Regions from separate parts of the Gossypium hirsutum genome. Here all the other regions are linked to region 1. The links are chromatin contacts, called in public Hi-C maps. All regions are on one chromosome and are shown on one strand. Each heading gives the region's core, a stretch centred on a gene start, on an enhancer-like site or on the middle of the called end of the contact. The rest is flanking DNA. Distances are from core to core; before and after follow the strand shown.

Region 1 (4,725 bases), core at 737-3,236:
TGGGCTAATTTCTGCCTAGCACACCACAATGAGAAGCTCCTTGATGATGGCGCTGCACTTCAGGGTTTTGGTGTTCGAAATAATTCTCTGGTTTTGTATTTGGCCCCTTCACTTTTCTGGAAATGGTGTTTTTTCTTTTTTAGATCATTCTTTTCTCATTTCCTGCTTATGATCCCACCCTGGAGCCTTAACATCCATTGACCTTGCAAATATCAACTTAAATAGGATTCATATGCTAATGAATTATGGGAATCCATCATCCCGAGTAGGTTTTTATAAATATCGTTAAGAGGAATCTTAACTTAAAATTGATCTAGAAATTTGGCTCTCATTTACAATTACTGGGGCTATAATGTCTAGCAGCAGGCGGCATGTAAAATTATAAGCATGAAGAATTTCTCCTGAGATGTTATGATGTGTATTGCAGGTACATTTTTTTACCCTATATTGTCTCAAAAGGTTCTGGGAGACATTCTAAGAGGAGAAAACACCGTCTTCAATGGCCTGAACAAGCATTCATGATGACATTCAATCATTGGGGCATCCCTGTTTTCTGATCCAACTCATTCCACAAATTCACAATGTTCCATAGCAGAGTAAATGTGGTACAAGAACATTAATTTCTAGTTGACATTTTAAATAAATTTTAAAGCTCTTCTAATACTAAATTATTAATAAAATTAGCTTTATCATATCTCGGATTCTCAAAACCAAATACATTAATCATGCCATCATCTCGAAAAGTAAACAACAAAGGCAATAACAAGAAGGAATTACAGCAAATCCCTCATAGAGTTTAACAACAAGAGTAGCATGTAGGAAAAGGCGAGCTAACAGAGCAAGGCTGTATCAACTGCTGTGCTTCTGCATATCAACGACCTTTTTCCAGGAATCACGGCTGGAAATCTCAGCCCACCACCTCCCTACATTTTTCTTGGAAGTGAATAGCTCACCCCTATCAGTAGCATTCACCAAATAATGTGTGTTAGGCAAGTGGGAAAGATCTGCCAATGAAAACTCATCCCCGGCCAAGAACCGACTTTCTCCTAGCCTTTTCTCGTACACCTCCAGCGCTTTAGCCAGCTTATCGTGGTTTTGGTTGATCAAGGATTGGTCTTGCTTAATCTTCATTCGGGGTGCAAATGCAAGTTGGAATACCAGAACTGAGCTTGGGGGGTTAAAGCTCTGCCCTTCTGCCTCCAACCATTGATCTATTGAAGCTTTCGCCAACGGGTTGCTCCCATACAATCCCTTGTTCCCCTTCTCTGCATACTTTTCACATACATACCTACAAATCGCCCGTGACTCTACAAAATTCAATTTCCCAAATCAAAATCTTAGCCACAATACTCAAACAAAAAGTACCAACCACAAAATGCAAGTTCGGGAATGATTGATTACCAAACAGGGAGGTGCTTTCGTCTTGAAATGCCGGTACTTGACCAAAGGGCTGTCGAAGCCATGAATTAAAATAGTTTAGCTCAATTTCAGGAAGCAGATAATTCATTCATATATGTATGTACCTGGATCTTGAGGAAATCAGGACTTTTGTGCTCGCCCTTGGACATGTTAACGGGAATAAGCTGGAATTGAACATCTTTCTCAATGAGACAAGCTAAGACCCTAGACACAGCAGTAGACAATGGGGGGCCATGCACTTTCACCGGAGTTGCCATTTGGAAGTGCCGTCTACTTTGTCCTGCGTTAACACACTCCACCCATATAAAAGGATCTTGCACCTAATCCACTACCCACTTTATCCCTTGCTTAACGAGTGGAGTTAAGTGGGTCCACCTAGGACATAATCTCATAAAGAGGGTGTTTTGTACCTACAGCATTTTAGGCTCCATTGGGCTAAGTTTGGGTCTTGAAAATACTTCAAGACATGGACTACAAAGAGAAATATTGGCTGCTACTCTGGAAACCCTTTGCTCTGTGATTTTTGTTTTCTTTTTATGTTTTTATTATGCTTTTGGTTCTATTGCTTTATCAAAAATACCCGCAGGCTTATGTCGGTTTAAATCTTACAACTATCATTTGATAAGTGTTTGCATGCATCTTCTCATAGACAGTTACAATAGATGCTCGCAACGGTACATTATAACTAACTAGGTTATGATGTTGGTAAAAAATTAATTTATATAAAAGTAAAAATGAGCTAAGTTTTAGTTGAAATGATAAAAAATACACATTAAAGCCGCTGATCCACTACATATATTATGTTGCTCCACTTCTACCTATTATTATTACAGCGTACAATGGCATTGGTACCTTTGTCTTTAAACGTTAGGAAGGTAAATCTAATGAGAAGAAGTTTACCTTGTGTATCTCGGATGTTGCTTGTAAATGATAGCTACATTATCAAATGCAATAAAATATAGCAAGCCCCCAAACATATACATCTGATGGAATATCTGATTCAGCTCCTCCAAGTAATATCTCTCGTTTTCATTCAAAGGCGGACAAAATGCTGTTGAATTTCCACCATGCTGGAGGGTTTTGTAAGAACGGTAGTAGCTGTATCTCCATGAACGAACTTACAGCTACTGCCGTTCTTACACCCTTCAGCAAAGTACAAATAAGGCTTCAGGTCTTCACCCCGAGAAAATCTGCCGATGGAACCCACTGCGGCGGCCAAGTCGTTTGGGTTTTGCTGTGGGTGTGGGGTTGGGATGAAAGGGTGTTTAAAACGGGAGGAAGAGCCATTGCAATTGAATGGCTAGCAGGCGTGTTAACTATAAATGGAAAAACAAATCAAATGGAGAAATGAGATACAGACGCTGGAAGTGGAATAAGAGTTGTTGGCAATCAACGTCTATCTTTTTAATAATCTCATTTGACCCCTCAACTTTCATCTCATGTACAATGCGGTACCTATAAGCCCAATTTGATACCTGTGCTATTTCTGCTGTGTATGAATGTACCCAAAGGCTATAACATTGTTTAATTTACACATTGCATTCACAACAATGAATGAAATATGTCGCGGTTTTGAATTTTGAATATAATTTTTACATGTTGATTAAATTTGATAAATTTCTTTTTATTTCTATTTTTAAGAAATAAACAAAACTTCAAAAAAACTTAAAAAAAATCAAACTTATTTTTTGAAAATTAAACGGTAAAAATTATATTCAAAATCTAAAACTTATCATATAATGACGTGTAAATTAAATAATGTTGAAGCTTTGGTTACATCAATATATGGCGGAATAGAAAATTCGACATTTTCTTTATACATATACTATATTCCACATCAGAAGAAAATTTAGGGGCATATTAACCTAAATACAAACTTTTAATCTCCTGTTCGCATGAAATTAGAAATAATCCAAATATTAGCCCAATTTTGAAGCTTAATATAACAAAAACTCATCTAAAATAATTTAATAATCAATTCAACCATAATCGAAAATAATGCTCAAATGTGCCCTTAACTGAATGTAAAAAATCAATTAATCTCTTGAATTATCAAGTTGTGTATAAGCCCTTAATGGTGGTTACTTCACCATGTGGCATGTCAAGAATGTGCCACATGGCAATATATATATATCCTCTTTAAATTTCTTAAAAATCATAAAAATTATAGAAATTGTACAAAACATAAAAATAAATATTAATAGGAAATTATAAAAACTATATGATTACGAAAAATATAGCATATTATAAAATTATAAGAAAAACTATTAAACACATTAAAACTAAAAATATTATAAAAATATAAAAGAAATTATAAACATATGAAAAAAATTAATAAAACCCAAAATTTTCTAGTTTTCAAATCTTTTTCTTTTAATGCTGGTTACCATCAGCCATTGGCTCGAAAGAGTTGGGAGATATCAAACCATCTACTTTTTCTAAAAAATTACCTAAACCGGGACAACGTGTCCTCATCCAATTTTCTGGCTTCAACTCTTAATGGTTGTTAAATTTAGAAAACATTTTTAATTTTCCATTTTGATTTTTACTTTATACTTTAAAGAAGATAAATAAACTGGAGATTTGTCATATCTAGACTTAGACACGTGTCATAATGACATGCTATCTCAGAGGAGCCCATAATCATCTTTTCAAATTCATTCGAGTGTATTGATAACTAGTCATCCTGGATCCCTCAACCTTAGTATGGGACCTACACTATTCACTTCCTGTCTGAGGAAATATACTATTTGTCTCTTTCGTTAATGGAAACCATAAGTTAAATAGAAGCCAGCAAAAATTATCACGTGACAGTATATTGATGTGTCTGATCAACAAAATTAAAATAATTTTTTAAAATAATTAAAATGTGCATATATAAAATAAATTTAAATAACTTTATGTCTAAATTCATTTTGGGTGAGAGTGAAACTAAAAAAAAAAATCAAAACTTATAAAAAAATATATTAAAAAATATAATAAAATTCTAATATATATTCCAAATGTATAAAAACTCAAAAAAATTATTATTTATTAAAAGTATATAAAATTTCATATTGGATATACATATGTTGATCTGATTGAATTATTTTCTTCAAACTAGTTGCATGTAATGACTGTTGGAGTTGAGAATCAAAATTAAGCAATTACAGCAAAGTCTTAAGCTTTAAGCTATAGTGACTTGCTGAACAAACAAAAAAATTGAGTTAGAAGAACAAGAACAGATTGCTTAGCTTAAACCAGAAAAATAAGGAGAAAATTTGTTGAATGATTCATCATCATATATGAAAAAAACAAAACATTACA
Region 2 (4,725 bases), core at 1,022-3,521, 400 kb before region 1:
TCTGAATGGTTTAGTTAGTATTTAAAAGATTATATTTGAATTGAAAACTATGATTTCAATGATAAATTAATAAATTCAAGATTTTGAGTTGAATTTAAATATTAATATTTCAAATGGTTGAACAAGCAAATGTATAGCACGTTTTGTATTGGAAGCCTAATTTTATATTAGGCGATATATGATTTGAACATGAAATGAAACTGAAATGATAAATATTAGAGATTGTGTGACTCGAACCCCATCATTTGTTGAAAAAATAAATACAGTAGAAAATAAGAGGATCTATATTGTGCGAATTAAATTAATTATGCGATTTTAAATTTGATTAAAAAGCTTTTTTTTATTCGATTTGTCAATATCATAATATTAAAGTTTATTAATATTAGAATAGTCCTTTTATTGTGATGTTATTAATTATATTTTTAATCAAGTTTTAATTTATTTCTATCAATTAATTTGTATTCAATATTTATGTAATGATTTATATGATATTAGCACCACTGAGCATAAAAAAATATTTAGCGTACGGTTTGTTTATTTTCTGTGTGCAAGTAGTTAGATTCGGTAGGTCATTCCAACATCATCTAAAGAATCGAAGATTAACTCAAACAATGTTGGTGAAAAGTTGACTTTATAATATAAATGACATGTACCTAGGCTTGTCTATATATATACAATGTTGTGTTGTAAACTGAATTTAAATATTTTCGTTATGTTTTCTTTGCTAGTATTTTATAATTTTTGTTTTAATGAAATAGTAAAGCATAGAAACCTAGTTTATTGGTATGTTTCGAAAAATCTAAGTGTTGGGAATTGATTTGGGAGATGATTTAAATGTTGATATATTGTGAAATCTAAATTTTGCAAGGGTTTTTTTTTAACATAAAATAGGCAAAAATGCTGCAAAAATTTTTATAAAATAATTTTACCATTATGTTTCCATTTTGATAAAGTAAGATAGAAAAGTAAGTTGTTTCGGCAACAGAATATAATATTTTATATTTGGATCCAACAACTGGGTCACATAGAAACTAAATTTGCAACTTACATATAGTGCATGGCCTAATAGCATAATTTAACCAAATAGTTAATATTTAATTAAAAGAAAACCGGCTGCCTAGCAAAAAGAAAAAGAAACGGTCCGAATATTCCAAAACTCCAAATATGGAATATTTATCTTAAAAGTACGCATAATTTGAGTATAATTCAGTTCACTTAGCACAACAACATCCCTAGATAAAATATGTAGAAGAAAGCAAAGTGTTGTTTGTAGACTTGGACCGTTTACATTGATTGCTGATTATGGGATTTGACTTCGATTCTCCAATCTTTCTATTTCAGATATATTGTCGTGAATTACCAAAATTTTTTAACTTAATTAAGAAATAAAAGAACCACAGCGAATTAAGAAAATTTTAATATAAGAATCTCTTATACAGAATATGAGATTCAAAACATCTTCCAGTCAAAGGGGTTGGAGAATCAATTCCCCGTTTCTTGAATTAAACATGATTGTTTGATTAGATTAAACCGATGTTAGGAAATTTCTTTATGAATCTCAAATTATTATGTTGAAATTAATCGACAATTGTTGAACAAGTTGAGTAAGCGAGGGATATATAGAATCTCGTACCGTAAATCACATCCTTGGCATGCAAGTAATGGTAATCGACTGATGCTTCCACTTACAGAAACAAAAGAGCAGAGAAAATGAGGATAAACTATAAACAATAATTAATTAATTAAATGAGCCCCAACATTGGGCAGAGCTGGGCACTGTTCTGTCTCAATTTTCAAGACTGGACTAGATTCAGCCAATAGAAACACAACAATAATTTTCTATTGGATCAAATTAGATATACTGACTAGCTTCATGTGAAGTTTTAAAGAGGATTTATTTATTAATAAAACTTTTGCATAGAGAACTAAAGAACAGACCTAACAAGCTAAATGATGCGATTTGGTGAGCACAGGTGGCACAAACCCATATGATGCGAGCCATCCAAGGCTATGGTCCATGGCATAACTGCTAGCAGCCTGTTAAAACTGCCTTTTTACTTCACACTGCTAAGGCTAAAGACGGCTGTTTCAACAAAGGCATGGGATTTGGATTGTGGGACCACGTGGCGGTGGAGCCCCTTAAAGCAAAAACTCAGGATATGGTCATGGAGGACGGTGGGTCCCACATTTAGGAGAGAGGCATAGTTAGTTTGTTTCGTCGCTTTGTGTCTGGTTTGCTATAAAATGGGCTTTCAATCCCCTTCTGTCTCTCTCACATACATTCTCTTCTTCATATTTCTCTGCCTATTCTTCCTTTGAGTACTCTGTATACTCCTCTGTTTCAAATCTCCTCCTCCTCCTCCTCCTCTTTACCTTCACATTAACATCTTAACACTTGGTTCTTTTTAGACGCCATAATATCCACAAATGGGTAAGTTCTTTATTGTTGTTATTCTGTATTTTGGGGACCTATTGAGAACTGTGGACTTTTTAGTTTTTAAGGTAGCTTTTTACTAAAAATGCTTTGTTTTGTTATAGTGAGTTTCTTAGAAGAGAGAGCAAAGAATATGGGTGGTGGTGGTCAAAATATAATGACTGATGCAAAATCTGTCCTCAACATGTCAATCACAGTGACAGTATCAGCTCAAAAGCCGCCAGCACCTCATGGTTATATCTCCATTTCAACAAAGAGGTTGCTGCACAACCTTGAAATCAATGCTGGGGCAAGAGCTAGTGTATGGGTTGATTCCATGAGAGCTTCTTCACCAACTCATAAAAAATCCACACCTAATGATCAAGGTTCCTGGAATGTAAGTTCTAAAGCTATTCAACCCTTCAACAAAAAGTGGGTTTGCTCTTTCTTCAACCCAACAAAGATTCTGATTTGTTTTGTAGCTACACCATCCATCTGCCCTGGAGATGTTTGAGCAGATAATAGATGCATCGAAAGGGAAACAAATAGTAATGTTTCTGGACTACGATGGCACACTTTCACCAATTGTTGAGGATCCAGATCGAGCTTTCATGTCCAACAAGGTTGCCTATTTGTCTTATATAAAACTATGGTTAACCTTTGTATAACCCTTTTGGGTATTTTCATCAATACTTAACTTTTTCATGCTTATGTACACCAGATGAGAAGGACAGTGAGAAAGCTAGCAAAGTGTTTTCCTACTGCCATAGTTAGTGGCAGATGCAGAGACAAGGTACATTTCCAGGCCACAAATTTTATTCTAAAAAAAAACGCCCAACTTTTTTCCCCCGAACTTGAATATATTTTTTCATTTTTTTTTGCAAAATTGTAGGTGTATAAATTTGTGAAATTAGCTGAACTGTACTACGCTGGAAGTCATGGCATGGACATTAAAGGGCCAAAGAAACGTTCCAAAACTGACAAAGTGACAGAACATGTTCTTTTCCAACCAGCAAATGAATTTCTTCCCATGATTGACGAGGTTTACAAACAATTGGTTGAGACCACCAAATCAACTCCAGGAGCTAAGGTGGAGAACAACAAGTTCTGTCTCTCTGTACACTTCCGTTGTGTTGATGAAAAGGTAATAAAAAAAGCCAAATTACTATTATTAACTTAGAATTATTCCGACTATTTTATTGGCACTTGACCCTTTGCTTCAAAACAACAGAAATGGAGTGAACTGGCACAACAGGTTAATTCAGTTTTAAAGGAGTACCCCAAGCTACGACTAACTCAAGGTAGAAAGGTTCTTGAAATCCGTCCTACTATTAAATGGGACAAAGGGAAAGCCCTTGAAATTTTATTAGAATCTCTTGGTAAGTTGTTTTTTTTTTTAAATATAAATAATATTTGATGTATTGACGGGAGTATGTGTACTAACAGTTATTATAAACATCTTTTTATAGGATTCGCTAACTGTACTGATGTTTTCCCTGTCTATATCGGAGATGATCGCACAGATGAAGATGCATTTAAGGTATCCAATGCTCAAAATTAAGGGCAAGGCATGTCTTTGCTTTATTAAACTTGTAGATCTTGTGCTAACAGTTGTGTTTTTTTCCCATTGTTATTAGATATTGAGAGACAGAGGACAAGGTTTCGGAATTCTTGTCTCAAAGTACCCCAAAGACACCAATGCATCATATTCTTTACAAGAACCAGATGAGGTAAGTTCCAAAACTAGCACAAACAAGTATTATTTTATTTTTGTTTTGGTAACTTGATCATAATCTTTCCTTTCTTGCAGGTTATGGATTTTTTACAGCGTCTGGTTGAATGGAAACAATTATCTATGGGAGCTTAATCCAAAATTTAAAAATTAGGAAGATATGGAAAAATATTTGTCCACCCTAGCAAACGGAAATATAAAGGGTTGGGACGAGATTATGTAGTAAATTCTTGTTCAAGATAAAGAAAAATGAACAAGAAAAAAAAAAGAATATATATATATATAATACATGTATTGTATCTCTAGGCTTGAAGGCCTTGCACATCTTGTAACTAGCATGGTACAAGGGTAATGACTTGTAGCTTCATAATTCGTCTATTATGCATAGAAATGTTACTCTCCTTGTTTCTCTCTTTATCCCTCTTATTAACAAAAGCAAAGTTTACGTTGCTTTGGTTCTTCATTTAATCTTTTAAATATTTATGTTGGATATATATTCAAATATAAGTATTGAGAAATGATTCAGCAATTATAATGTCAAGTCTAAAAACTGATTGAACATACTCATATCTAATGTTTA
Region 3 (4,725 bases), core at 1,426-3,925, 280 kb after region 1:
ATATTACATAGCCTTTGATCAATAGAATTTAATACGAAACCCTAAGATTTAATCTTTTTTGCAATTTGGTCTTAAAATCAATTTCCCTTGAAATCACTTGATAAAATCATCATATGGCAAAATTAAAGCTTCAAATCCATGTTAATTCATCATAAACATCCAGCACTCATCAATAGTAACTTTCAAGATTACTCATAAAATCAAAATCTAATGAATTAGATAGTTGGACCTAGTTGCAAAAGTATTAAAAACACAAAAATTTCAAGAATTGAACTGACATGTAGCAAAATATGAAAACCAGCTTCTTAAGGGTTTTTCAATGTTATTTTTTGGCTGAGAATTATGAAGAAATGTCTAGATATTCAATTAAATTCTATTTTTAACTATTAAGTTTTATTTCATTTCCCATTTTACCCTTTGTTTACACTAATTTTATGATTTTTCTACACTCATGCTGTCCAGCCTCTTATTTTAGGCTGATTTACCCTTCAAGTCCTTCCTCTTTTAACATTTAGGCTATTTTATCACTTTAGCAAGTTTTGCACAATTTTTAATTAATTAAATATCAAAATGTTAAAATTTCCTAACGAAACTTTAATACTAACTTAATGACACTCTGTAAATATTTATAAAAATATTTACGGCTCAATTTATAAAATTAAGGTCTCTATACCTCATTTTCTAAACCATTGTACCAATTAAATCCTTCTAAAACACAAATCACCAATTCAAAAATCTTTCTAAAATCACACTTGACTCATAAATAATAAATAATAAAATTTTCAAACTCACTTGTCAGATTTAGTGGTTTCGAGCCATTATTTCTGACACCACGAAAAATTGGGTTGTTACTAGCATAGCGTATTGTCTTATGGCACGATCTCTATCATTAGCAATAGGATTGGGTTAAGCATATGATTGACTCCATTACCTTGTCCATCATTTTGATTTTCAAGGTCCATCTTGACTTGTCTTTGAGAAAATCTCTTGCGTCTTCTTAGTTTAAATGTTCGCTCAATTTCCAGGTCTACAGGTAATAGATCGATGATTCGATCTATGCTTATACACACCAAATAAATAAATCACAAATAAAGAATAAAGAATAGATTTGTAAAGTTAGAAATTAATTAAAAACTAAACTACGAAAATAATTTCACAAAGAATGATTAAGGCAACAGTCCCCAGCAACGGCATCGAAAACTTGTACCGAGGTTTGTGCAAGTGTACACAGTCAGTTCAAGTAATAAGTAAGTAAAATGAGTTATTGTCTCTATAGGGACTGTGTATGTTAATCGATTATTTGTAAAATTATAAATTCACAATTTGGTATAAAAACAAAATAATTTGAATGCTGATGTTTAGATTAAGTGAAATTAATTAGATGCAAAGATTGATCCCTATACAATTTAACTCTAAATGCAAATTATCTAAATGTATGAATGACTGACTTTAGCAACAAAAACAATAAACATAAAATAGGCTAGGATAATTATATTAATCAACTCAATTCATTTTCATCATTCTTAACAATGTTCAGAAAACATTCTACGGCAACTCGATCTTTCATGAGTTTGGAATCCAAATTAAGTCCTCTTGGATCTTTTACTTAGTGAAATATGCATTTTACTGATCATATTGAACTATATGTTTCTTACTATTTATGCGAGGTCACAGGGACATTTACGTTTGCAACAGTTTAATCAAATAAACCTAAAAACTATGCAATATTATAGAGCTAACTAAAGATATTATGAACCTCAACTTAGTCGGGTTTAATGATTTAAATTGAGCATTGCACTTTTCAATTATGTGCCTACTAGCCGTCGTTTGGTTAGGATCGCTTAGCTAATCTGAATGCACCCAATCACGTATGAATGAAATTTATCTTAATTTTAATTGAAAACGTGATTGACTAAGGCACAAACATGTTAAACATGACCCAGTTTACATGGTCTTGCCATCCACATGAATTGATTTGTGCATGTCCATGTTTCATTCATATTAATTACATCTTCAATGGTCCTCCTACATAGTGAAAAATCACATATTAATAAATTAACATGAAATAATATAAAATATGCACAAAAAACATGTAATTAAGCATAATTTCACATACTTTATAAATTCATGTCTAATATTAATAATTAAGTAAAATTCACTTATTTTAATAACAATTATTCAAGATTAACATATTTATTAAGTAAAAAGATGGTAAAAATATATAGAAAAACCCTATATAATTTTGAGTTTACAGCTACGCATTAACAAGATACAAATACATACATACTACATATGTGTAGAACAAAAGGGTGGAGATCTACCAGCATACGATTAGATTTGAACCAAAGAGAATGCGCAAAACAATAATAGATTATAATATATACAATTAGAATTATATAATTAAGGTAGATTATTAATTATATGTAATGCTATATACATTGATACGTAACCTTAAGCTTTGAAAATATAACTACCTTTATGGTAGAGTATAATATATACAATTAGCATTGGTTAAGTAAATAAGTTATTTTGGATTGTTATGGAACTTTTAATTTATTTCGATATTTTTTGGAAATACTCTGGACTTTCATAAATAATTAGGGTCTGTTCAACCATTTTTACACCTACTTGAAAGCAAAATAAAACAAACTAACTATCCGTAAAATGTCAAAATCAAATTAATTGAATCTACTAAGCCCAAATAAACCAAAAAAACAACTAAGTTCCAGCTAAGCCTCGTTTTTCGAAAGCCCCAATGCCCAGCTTCATTAGACATGTCTCTTTACCTTCCTCAAGCAACCAAGAATAATCAGAATCCCTAGACTCCTTACAATAAACTTTCCTATGCCAGAAAATTTCTCAAACCTTCAACACTTCTACTATCTTCTGCCACTATTGTTGCTGCCGATTCCGGTACTCCTCCATCTAGGTAAGTCAACTCTTTTCGATTCAAACCCTCCCTGACAACCGCATGTGAAACTCCATTTCCATTTCTAGATATTTTCTTGAAACAACATCTGTTGAACATTTTTTTAAGGGATTTTATGTCTACAATATAAGGGCTTATTATGGATCTGTCTTCTTCTTTGCGTTGGACCTTTCTTATAACAATGAGAGCATCACCTTCAATTATTACCTGTCTATACTTGAGCTCTAGCCCCGTTTGAACTGCCTGCAAATAAGCCAATGTCTCAAGTATTCTACTATTTACCCTATCCTAGTCACTAAGATATGCCTTAATAAACTATACAGTTTGTACTGTTGATTGATTAAGCCCCTCATGCAAGGCTTTATTTAATCATATCCATATGTCCCAAATACAAAAAAATAAGCTTTTTCTGATGGTACGAGCTTCTGGTAAGCATTTCCCCTATCCACTGCTTGAAATTTTCTCCCATTACCCCCCTGAATTCCGTGAAATCCTAGCTCACCCCAAACTTCTTTAACTATAGGGTAGTCTCAAAAGGCATGTTCCAGCGCCTCTGCTCCACTTTTACACCATTGGCACCAATCTAAATTGAACACTCATCTAAATTTTAGGTTACTAAAAGTCAAAATTTAATTGTTGGAAACCCTCCAGTTTGTAATTTTGATTTTTACTAGCAAGTCTATAAGCCATAGGTTTTTTAGGAAAGCTTTGTATGTAATTTCATTAGTTTCGTCATCAAGATTAAAGGTCTTTTTCAGCAGCCTTCTGTATCTACTCCTTACAGTATACTCTCCTGTTGCCTCTCCACTTCATACCCTACAATTCTCTCGTGAGTGTCTCGTAAAAGGAATTTGCATAATAGCTTCTGCCTCTTCCCTTGTGAATAAAGAGGTAACAAGTTCCACCTTCCACTGTCTCATATTAGGTTTAATAAGCTTAGCCTCCTTATCTACATTATGATCCCTTGTAACACCCCTAACCCATCTCTATTGCTGGATTAGGGGTACGGAGCATTACCGTATAAAATAGAACATTTAATATCGAAATAAAATAAACATGCAATTTATATATTAACATATGATAATCTAACTTAATTATAGCATAAATACTTTTATAGGCCTTAAATCGAGCCTATGTGGCCCTAAAAATAGTTTGGGAACAATAAGAGATCAATTCAAAACAAATCAAAAAATTTAGAAAAATATTGAAAAAATTGAATACAGGGGTCACACAGTCATGCGGCCATTTGAACTATGGGACATACGGCCGTGTCCCAGCCCGTGTGTCAAACTGTGTAACTCACTGACTTGGGTCACATGGCCGCGTCCCAACCTGTGTGCCAGTCCATGTAAAACTTTCACTTGAAAATAAAGTGACACATGGTCGTGTGGGGTGACCGTGTGTGGCACACGACCATGTGACAGCCCATGTCCCAAGCCATGTGCAGCATAATTTATCCCTAATACAAGCCAAAACATTAACCCTTCATTGCACAATAACTCATACCATTTCCAATCATTTTTACATGACTAAAACACTTTAAAATATACCAAAAGCATACAAACCAAATCAACTTAGGTGGCTAACCAAAATAACTTTAATTGACACCACAATTTAACCTATCAACTTAACTCAATTCAACATTTCAAGTTCATTAATAAAGCATAAATAATATATTCCAAATAATCGTTTCAATGCATGGCATTCAACCATACTTTGCCTACTTTCATATGAGCTTAAATAAATGTCACATACCATATATTTTCACTTTCACTTGCAATTCATCAACTAGGACA

What was found. A called contact is a pair of places that touch in the nucleus more often than the background predicts.
Region 2: a Hi-C map of leaf shows a contact between it and region 1, with 4 times the contacts expected there. The contact joins the promoter of LOC107913689 here to the promoter of LOC107913663 in region 1. A contact is called at or near these places in 6 of 34 Hi-C or Micro-C datasets (callus and leaf).
Region 3: a Hi-C map of leaf shows a contact between it and region 1, with 1.7 times the contacts expected there. The contact joins the promoter of LOC107913667 here to the promoter of LOC107913663 in region 1. A contact is called at or near these places in 3 of 34 Hi-C or Micro-C datasets (leaf and seedling).

What each region holds. Positions count from the first base shown.
Region 1 is chrD11:35,878,390-35,883,114 of Gossypium_hirsutum_v2.1, reverse strand. LOC107913663 (glutathione S-transferase F8, chloroplastic) reads right to left here and starts at 1,986. Exons shown (of 3, transcript XM_016842313.2): 1 at 1,524-1,986; 2 at 1,402-1,450; 3 at 702-1,307. The coding sequence starts at 1,676. The coding sequence ends at 850. It also overlaps the pseudogene LOC107913664.
Region 2 is chrD11:36,283,169-36,287,893 of Gossypium_hirsutum_v2.1, reverse strand. It overlaps LOC107913689 (probable trehalose-phosphate phosphatase J), which reads left to right and starts at 2,271. Exons shown (of 9, transcript XM_016842348.2): 1 at 2,271-2,431; 2 at 2,632-2,810; 3 at 2,896-3,036; 4 at 3,135-3,206; 5 at 3,306-3,557; 6 at 3,645-3,792; 7 at 3,883-3,953; 8 at 4,051-4,143; 9 at 4,224-4,545. The coding sequence starts at 2,428. The coding sequence ends at 4,280.
Region 3 is chrD11:35,594,208-35,598,932 of Gossypium_hirsutum_v2.1, reverse strand. It overlaps LOC107913667 (bifunctional UDP-glucose 4-epimerase and UDP-xylose 4-epimerase 1), which reads left to right and starts at 2,675. Exons shown (of 4, transcript XR_001688607.2): 1 at 2,675-2,929.